3 separate regions of the Mus musculus genome follow, and regions 2 and 3 are each linked to region 1. The links are chromatin contacts, called in public promoter capture Hi-C maps. All regions are on one chromosome and are shown on one strand. Each heading gives the region's core, a stretch centred on a gene start, on an enhancer-like site or on the middle of the called end of the contact. The rest is flanking DNA. Distances are from core to core; before and after follow the strand shown. Region 1 holds the start of Mapk10 (mitogen-activated protein kinase 10). Region 2 overlaps Mapk10 (mitogen-activated protein kinase 10). Region 3 has its middle 16 kb from the start of Gm25721.

Evidence for each region. Promoter capture Hi-C pulls out the DNA fragments that hold promoters and counts their contacts.
Region 2: a promoter capture Hi-C map of hippocampal neurons shows a contact between it and region 1, with 7 times the contacts expected there. The contact joins the enhancer-like site here to the promoter of Mapk10 in region 1. A contact is called at or near these places in 1 of 39 promoter capture datasets (hippocampal neurons), 1 of 484 Hi-C or Micro-C datasets (cerebral cortex) and 3 of 115 datasets of contacts at active chromatin or transcription factors (astrocytes, embryonic forebrain and forebrain).
Region 3: a contact with region 1 is called in a promoter capture Hi-C map of liver, with 3 times the contacts expected there. The contact joins the enhancer-like site here to the promoter of Mapk10 in region 1. A contact is called at or near these places in 5 of 39 promoter capture datasets (cranial neural crest, frontonasal cranial neural crest, liver and 1 more), 1 of 484 Hi-C or Micro-C datasets (cerebral cortex), 3 of 115 datasets of contacts at active chromatin or transcription factors (embryonic basal ganglia, forebrain and neural tube) and 1 of 9 other capture datasets (adipose tissue).

What each region holds. Positions count from the first base shown.
Region 1 is chr5:103,209,781-103,212,759 of GRCm38.p6, reverse strand. It overlaps Mapk10 (mitogen-activated protein kinase 10), which reads left to right and starts at 1,426. Exons shown (of 14, transcript NM_001081567.2): 1 at 1,426-1,870.
Region 2 is chr5:102,952,289-102,955,050 of GRCm38.p6, reverse strand. The region is part of intron 11 of Mapk10 (mitogen-activated protein kinase 10); the gene reads left to right. Among named protein-coding and RNA genes, the nearest start is that of Mapk10, 260 kb to the left of the region's middle. Within about 2 kb of position 1,425, at least 11 of the 459 cell types and tissues checked have an H3K27ac peak or open chromatin away from gene starts, as enhancers often do. A contact at or near this core is called in hippocampal neurons, where this site is marked.
Region 3 is chr5:103,673,087-103,675,967 of GRCm38.p6, reverse strand. No RefSeq gene overlaps it. Among named protein-coding and RNA genes, the nearest start is that of Gm25721, 16 kb to the right of the region's middle. Within about 2 kb of position 1,262, at least 9 of the 459 cell types and tissues checked have an H3K27ac peak or open chromatin away from gene starts, as enhancers often do.

The sequences.
Region 1 (2,979 bases), core at 177-2,676:
GCAGAGGAAAGGAAGGACATTTAGACCAATAATTTAGAAGCTGTCTACTGTGAAGTTGCTTGGCTGTTCATCCATAGTTTATACCAGGCAGTCATAATGTATAAGTAGACCCAAGTGGAGAGTAAAAATTAGCAGTCAGCTACTGGTTCTCATGGGACTTGAATTCAGAACACAGAAACAACCAACAACATGTTGGGAGTTGTAGAGCGAGAGCTCACACAACTTTTCCTTTCTGGGCTTTCTTCTCGGGTAAAACATCTCGGGGACTGAAAACTCGATGTGGTCCCTCAGGATCTCATGATGCATCGCAGGGTCCGCCATCTCTGCTGGCTTTACACCTGTTTAACCTTACTCATAACCCTACGGCAGAGGGACAGGGGCTCCTCGCTCAAGTCAGTGGGCCAGTTCCAGAGCACGGTGTGAAAACATGAATTTTAGCATCACTTTGGTTCAATAGATGGAAACCCATCTAAAAGATGTTTGAGAAAAACCAGCATTGAATCTAATTGTGTAGCTTGAAAAGTCCAAAGACTAGGATTACTTTCAAAATATGTATTGAAATGATGCTATATGTGAAATAAGGTGAAAATTGTTTTGGTAAACATTTTAATAGTGAAAGTACTCTAGGGATCATTCCATCTATATCTATATCATCCATATCTATATCATCTATATCTATACACACACACACACACACACACACATATATACATGATTTAAAATTTCATATAGCAAAGTCAGAAAATTTGCTTAAAAATTAGATATGTAGTAAATTCAATTTGTATTAGTTTCCCATGGAATTTTCTGAAACCAGAAAAAGAATACCACAGTACCCTTAATTTATTAACTCAAATTGTCAGTAGTTTCTTTCTACCTTAAACTGCACTATAAATACCGGTCTAGCCAGTTTGCTTTAGCGGATATTTATGCAGGGTTTGTACAAAAATAGGGAGACTAAGAAGAAATGGGGTTGGACAAATGACCTCTATGGTCCAGACGCAGGTCCAATCTTGCATCTCTTCTGAGGTTGAATTCATCTCTTGTTTGTTTTCACATTCAGAGAGATGGTACACCTCTGCCTTCCTTCGCTGTTTGTAAAAAGCTGAGGTAGTTGAAAATCCGGGGTGACTGGCTTCCCAATGGCTGTTTGATCTGCCCTTGGTGCTGTGCAGAGCTGGAGCAGCAGGGAGGATGCTCTTTGGCTTCGTGCAGAATTCCACCCCCCCTACCACCCCCACCACCCCCCCCCCCCCGCACGCTGAATTCGCATATTTTGGTTGCCAAGTTCCGAAGCCTGCTTCTCATTTTGCCAGAAAACGAGGTAGCTGTAGCCACAGATAGACTTTTTCCTTTTTCTCTTTCCTCCTCCTACCCCTCCCTAGACCTCTCTGGGCTTTGACGTCATGTGTGCTCCTTTCAGTTGCCATAGCAACCCCATTCCCCAAGCCCTCTGTCCGTCTCCTCTGGTAGGTTCCACAATGGTACAGGCAGCCTCCCGCTGCACAATGGTTTCCAGGCAGTGAGAGGGTGATTCAGCAAGCCGCTCTCTCTTCTCTTAAGCCTCCTCGTCGTCTCAGTTTATTTTTATGGGGGGTGGGTGGTGCTTCTTATATGCTTACCCTTTTTTTTTTCTATTTTCATTTTTACAAATTTCCTTTTTCCTCCTCACTCCTCAATTACTAGGGGCTTGAGTGAGCTAAAGATTGGGTCTTCTTGGAAATCACCTGTCTGTTATTATTTTTAAACAATCGCTACACCTCCAAAGACTCTGCTCCTTACTCCGGTTTGGAATGTGGCTAATGACTACCCAGTAGGGAGGATTTCTGGGGCAAACAGCCGGACCAGGATCCTAGTTCTCAGGCACGGAATGGTAGGTGGCTCCTTGCTCATTCTGGGTTCTAACCTGGTTTGGGAGGGTGGATGATATCTGTCATCGTTCCTGGTGGAATGGGAGAGAGCATGAGAAAGTAGGAAGTGATGGTGTTGGAGAGCCGGTTTAATCAAGTGTACTATCTGTGAGGCAGAAAACTGGTGTTTCTCTCTGGGCAAAGCATCTCTTCTCAGATGGAGGCTAAAATCTTTCTGTTTGGAGTGAAGAATTCTAGAAGGTGGGACAGACCATTATTGTTATGACTTGGCAGAGTAAGAGAAACACACACGAGGGGGGTAAGGGGGGAGAGGAAAGAGAGAGAAAGAGAGAGAGAGAGAGAGAGAGAGGAGAGAGAGAGAGAGAGAGAGGAGTCTGGATCTCACTTTAACTGAGAAATGCTATGGGTCTCATAAAACATTCAAAAATGTTATTAGTAAACATAAATGTTTATTTCCAGACCGGTTTAACTTTAAATATTCTAGAATACATTCTTGCAGTTTAGAGGTATTTACCAAAATATTAGAAACTATGTTCCTCTTGTAGAAAGACCCTGAGCTAAATTTGGGCTGCAGACAGGAACACAGGACAGGGAACAGACCAGGGAAAGGAGCAAACACCGGCGGCACCGCAGCCACCCAGGTGAAGGTCCCTTTAAGAAAGTGATCTCTCAGTCACAGCAGGCAGCATTTTTCTATGGCAAGGTTCCCAGGTATTCAGTGCTGAGATACTGTGTCCCCTAGAAATGTCAGAGCATTTTCAGAAAGAAAAAAAAAAGCTGTCATTGGAAAGGAGCTTGATGATACAGTTATCAGAATTTATGTGTTTGTGCTTCAGAGAATAAGAGTGCTTTATTTGAAAAACCTCCAAGTAAATCAGGTTATGGATATTTCAAGGAAAAAAATACATATCCTTTTCCTTCCGACATTTAAATAGAAGGACCTAGGTGCTGCTTTGACTCTCTTCTGCAGATAACTTTCAAGGGCATTGCAATTTGGCCACAGAAAGGAATGGCTTACCCCAGGGCACTAGGTTTTGAAGCAGCCACAAGGTTGTTTACATGCTCTGCGTTTGCTGCAGAGCGATGTGTCTGTGTGACGGAGATAACTTTC
Region 2 (2,762 bases), core at 176-2,675, 260 kb after region 1:
AATTACTGCTAGTTTCCTAGCTCCAGCTGAACAGCTTCAGTTGTCTCAATAACCAGCACTAGTCTCTTGTTATGGCTGACTCTTGAGCCCTGGCTAACCAGAAAAGCAGAATCTCGATTCAAAATAACAAATGGCCTCATAGAGTCTTTAAACTTCCCTCTGAAACTTTACCAGCCAGGCCTCCATCTTCTGCACTGCTCTCTTCTAATCTTCCACAGAAATATCGCTGAGATTTCAACACTTAGTGGCTTTTCTAGTTCCAAGTTCCAAAGTCTTCCCACAATTCCCCCCAAGACATGTCCAGCTCTATCATGACAATATGAACTATGCTGGCACCAACATGCCTTAGTGAGACTTTCTATTGCCGTGACAATACACCATGACCAACAAGCAAGTTGGGAAGGAAAGGGTTTATTCACTTTATAGTTCCACAGCACTGTTCATCATTGAAGGAAGCTAACAGAGGAACTCACACGGGGCAGCAACCGGAGGGAGGAGCTGATGCAGAGGCCATGGAAGGTGCTGCTTACTGGCTTGCTCCCTATGGCTTGTCAGCCTGCTTTCTTATACAGCCCAGGACCACAGCCCAGGGATGCCACAACTCACAATGGGCTGGGCCCTCCACTTTCAATCACTAATTGAGAAAATAACTCACAGTCTGATCTTATAGAAGCATCTTCACTGAGGTTCCCTCCCTTCAGATAATTCTACTTTGTGTGTCAAGTTGACACAAGCCTGGCCAGCCCAGACAATTATTTCTTTCTTAAAGTTTTATATGTGCACCCAATCTTCTAACGTTGAAAAAAATATTTGTTTTTCTTTAGCACCTTTGAATCATATTTATTACTTTGAATCTAAGTTTGCAAAACGCACACTGAGTTTTTCTATATATTTTCAACTAAACATACCACTACATGTAACAAAGCCAATCAAAGTGGCTCATTTATGAAGGGCAAGGGCCCACTTGAAGCTTTCAAGAAGAGAATTAATTTCAGGAAGATTTCTCCAATTGTTTTTTTTTTGGAATCTTATGGAAATTAGATTAAAATTGTCCCCCTTGTATTCACAAGTAGATCAAAACACCTCCAATTCAGACTGATGGGGGGAATAACTTCCTGAGTTAGTTGACTGCCAGGTGTTCAGTTTCATAGTTTATTATCATAATTGTTATAAGTTTGAAAATCAGTCTGATAACTGCTATAGCAGTTTGTGAGTGAGTTACAGACTGCTTTGTTTTTAGAAGACAGACAACGGCACTGCTAAAGGAGCAGAAAGATCTTGATTTTCTTCTCTCCTCTTTGCATCACTTAAATTCCGGTTTTTCAGACTAAATGTTCCTAAGAATTTTTCTAAGTATGCTTTGTCCTGATCTCTCGGAGCTTGTAAACCGGCTACATCTCTCTCAGCTGTTCCCACCATCTGTCCCAACACAAGGCCCACCTCATGTGATTTCTTATTACGGAGTACAGCGTGCTGTGAAAAACTCAGAGAGCAGCAACATGGCGAGATGAATTTGAGGACCAGTTTGGTGCCATCTATCTGTTGAAGAAGACCCGTTTAGTGCAGACTGGAACCCTGAGTATACATACTTAAAATGGATACACACTTAGAATTAAGTGGGAAGACACAGGAGCTACAAGGAATGCGAGTTTAATTACATGTTTAATTATAGAAAGAGCACTTCATAGTCTGTAGCTCTCATTTACTTGGTAGAAGGTAAATCAATGGCTGTGATTCCTAATATTTGCACTTTGCAGATTTTAAAAAAATTTCCATCTGTTCATGCTGACGTAGCCTTTCAGCAACAAAATGTGAGCAATTTACTAATTGCCTTTTAGAGAAAATAAAACTTCACCACATGCTGTATTCCCAAGGTCTGGTTGTTCAGGCGAAGGTGTCTTTGAATCACATTCTGGTTGTTTTGATATTGTTGCATGACATCACCAGGGACTTGTCACAGTGTGTGTTGTAAGCAGATGTAGCCACCTGCTTTCAGGGCCTCCTTACCCTCCCTGATTTGTGAAAGGAGTGTGCCCTTCACTCTTAGTTGAATTAGCCCTCACTTTAGAAAATGGTTCCATGAAAGAGCAAGGTTCATCTTGATTTCAATTCGTTGGCATATATAGAATCTGCTGAGCAGGTGAGAAAATGACACGGTGGAATGGTTCATCCTCAAAGGCACACCTGCGTTGGATACAAAGATACCCGCGAGAAGAGTCTATGCTTGGGCTTTCCGCAACGCCCACATGGTAATCATTATTTGTAAGCTCTGGATTGAGCAGCCACATAGCTGTGAGTTACAAGATGAATGCTTATCTGTAGAAATCCTAAATAGTTTTGCTATTTGAAGCATTTTCTTTGGCTCGTTTCTCTCAGGTTCAGTGCAGTTTTGCTGAACGATGAAAATGTAAATATGATACCTTTCATTAAAAAATACCTGTGTACACATTCCTATCCCATGGTATTCCCCAGGACTAATGCTCACTGTGTCCCATGCTCACCAATATTGTCAAGCCCAATCTACACAAATTGGAAGACAGTTCCCAGCTCTTAGGAGTGTGCAACCCAGCACTAAGCTTTCTTACTGTGCAATGGTTCCTTGCATGAACTGAGAGCCTTTGAAAATTATTCTGGGGTCAGATGTGTAGTCATGGACCTATGACTTTCTGGGCATACAGTTTATAATCTTCACAGGATTTTTGGAGTGACTTTACCACAAACCTAGTTATTATTCTTTATTTAGTTTTATTTTTGATGTGCTT
Region 3 (2,881 bases), core at 13-2,512, 460 kb before region 1:
ATCTGAACCTGCCTGCTCAAGATTTTTGAGCAAGCACTTTAAAAATTATTATTATTTTTTAAATTTATTTATTATTATATCTAAGTACACTGTAGCTGTCTTCAGATGAACCAGAAGAGGGCGTCAGATCTCATTACGGATGGTTGTGAGCCACCATGTGGTTGCTAGGATTTGAACTCAGGACCTTCGGAAGAGTAGTCGGTGTTCTTAACCATTGAGCCCAGCCCTAAAAATCATTTTTTTAAAAAAAGATTTATTTATTTATTATATGTAAGTACACTGTAGCTGTCTTCAGACACTCCAGAAGAGGGCGTCAGATCTCGTTACGGATGGTTGTGAGCCACCATGTGGTTGCTGGGATTTGAACTTCGGACCTTCGGAAGAGCAGTCGGGTGCTCTTACCCACTGAGCCATCTCACCAGCCCCTAAAAATCATTTTTAATGTTATGTTTCATATGCTGTTTTGCCTGCATGTCTGTATATGCACCATGTGTAAGCTTGGTATCTGCAGAAGTCAGACGTCATTAGATCCCTGGGAATTGGAGTTCCAGAGGGTGTGTGCCACCATGTGTGGTACTGGGAACCAAACCGGGGTCGTCTGAAAAGGCAACAAGTTCTCTTAACCATGGAACCACCCCTTGGTCCTTGGACAAATATTTAAAACTATAGTAAAGACCTCTGTGAGTTCAAGGCCAACCTTGTGAGTTCTAAGACAGTCAGGCTGATGTAGAGAAAGCCTGTCTCAAAAATAAATAAGTAAATAAATAAATAAAATAAGATTTTAAGGAAGTTGATAAATTTTCACGGGAGGGGAAAGCCCCTAAATAGCTAAGTCAATGTTGGAAACTGGAATAAAAAGTGGCTTACATTGCAAATAAATAAGTATTGAATGTCGTTGGCACAAGAATATTAGATAAATGGGGAGCTGGCAGCCATATGGAAATAGTAAAACATCATGAGTAACATCATCCCTAACATCATGTATAACGTTAGACACACGGAATGACTTAAATGTATAAATGTGAACAACAAAACACAAAACAGTCATACCTCCCTACCCTGAGGATTGGTTTCAGGAGCCCCACCCCAGAAGGGACTCCATGGATACTCAGATCATATATAAAATGGTCTAGTGTTTGCATTCACCTTACACACATCCTCTTGTATACTTTAGGTTGTCTGTAGGTTACTATAAGACTAATATATACTGCAGGGGTTTGGAAATGATTTGAGGGCTGGTTTCAATCAGCAACAGGCACGGGAAAGCGTCTGAACGTTCAGTTCAGTATGGATGTTAATCACCCTCACCACAGGGAGCTTTAGCTCCGTTCTGTTTGGGGGCTGGGCATTCTGGTAAGTGAATCCTACTGTTGATCTACATCTGGAATCTACATCTGGAATATATACCCCAGACATCCGTTTATTTATTCATTATTTTATTTTATTTTATTTTATTTTGAGACAGGGTTTCTCTATATAGCCCTCGCTATCCTGGAACTCACTCTGTTGACCAGGCTGGCCTCAAACTCAGAAATCCACCTGCCTCTGCCTCCTAAGTGCTGGGATTAAAGGCATGCACCACCACTGCCTGGCTATTCATTTATTTTTGATACTGGGTCCCACTAGCCCTTGCTAGCCTGGACTTCAGTATGTTGACCAGGCTGCCTTCAAACTCACGGTGGTGTTGAACTGCTGGTCCCAGGCTTCTACCTCCCATGTGTTGAGGTCACACCTGAGCCGCCGTGCCTTGCTCAAGTTCTATTTTTCAAACCAGGGCCAGGTAAGAATGTCTTAAACCCAGAAAAGTCCAACTGAAAAGCAAAACACTGAGGAAAATTACAGATTAAAGACTTCTTGCTGTCTCAGATCGTACCAGGCAAGTTAAACAAGGCAGACCAGAGAAGGAATAAATTGTCCAGGTGAAAGCAGAGGGAACCTCCCTCCTCCACTCCCTCCCAGGACCTCGGACTCCCTCAGAAGCCAGCATGGACTCTGCCTGGCCACTGAGCTGGAAGGAGCCTTGGGTTTGTGTTGTGGGTCATGCTGCCCACCTTGTGCTGGTGCCTCTCCCGTTCCCGCTGCCTGGTTCATGTTTGCAAACATACCCAGAGCTGCAGCAAACAGCTCTTTTACAAAGCAGACACAGATGAAATACCAACCAGCTATACAGCAAGCTCAAGGCCAGCCTGGCCTACATGAGACCTTGACCCCCAAAAAGAAGGCTGAATCACTCTCTGACAATGTGGTGAGAGGTTAGGATAGTGGTGCAAGATTATGGAGGTTTTTTTTTGTGTGCATTCACGTGCATATACAAATTTGTAGATAAGGAGACAAAGACTGAAGTTGAATATTTTATTGTTTGTTTTGAGGTGAAAATTCTGGAATTTGGGTTTCTGTAAAGATTTATTTATTTATTATATGTAAGTACACTGTAGCTGTCTTCAGACACACCAGAAGAGGGCATCAGATCCCATTACAGATGGTTGTGAGCCACCATGTGGTTACTGCGATTTGAACTCAGGACCTCTGGAAGGGCAGTCAGTGCTCTTAACCACTGAACCATCTTTCCAGCCCATAGTATAAGAACATGTTTTTGTTCTAATCCCAGGTGTGGGGATATGGGGCTGCTTTGCAGCAGCTGACCATCATTTTCCTTATGCTCTACCAGAGGCATGGTTTTGCCAGCTGCAGATAGTTTCTGTGATCATATGACATTTGGAGTTCTGGGAACTTTTCAGAAGGTATATAAATGCAAGGGCCCTGAGAGGCAGGGTCGGTGGTTGTTGGTCATGGTTTGGTAGTAGTCATTGCTCAAACAAGAAACTAAAGGAAAAAAATTAGACTCAGGGGTTTCTCTCTTCTCTATCCTTCTACCTCTTCT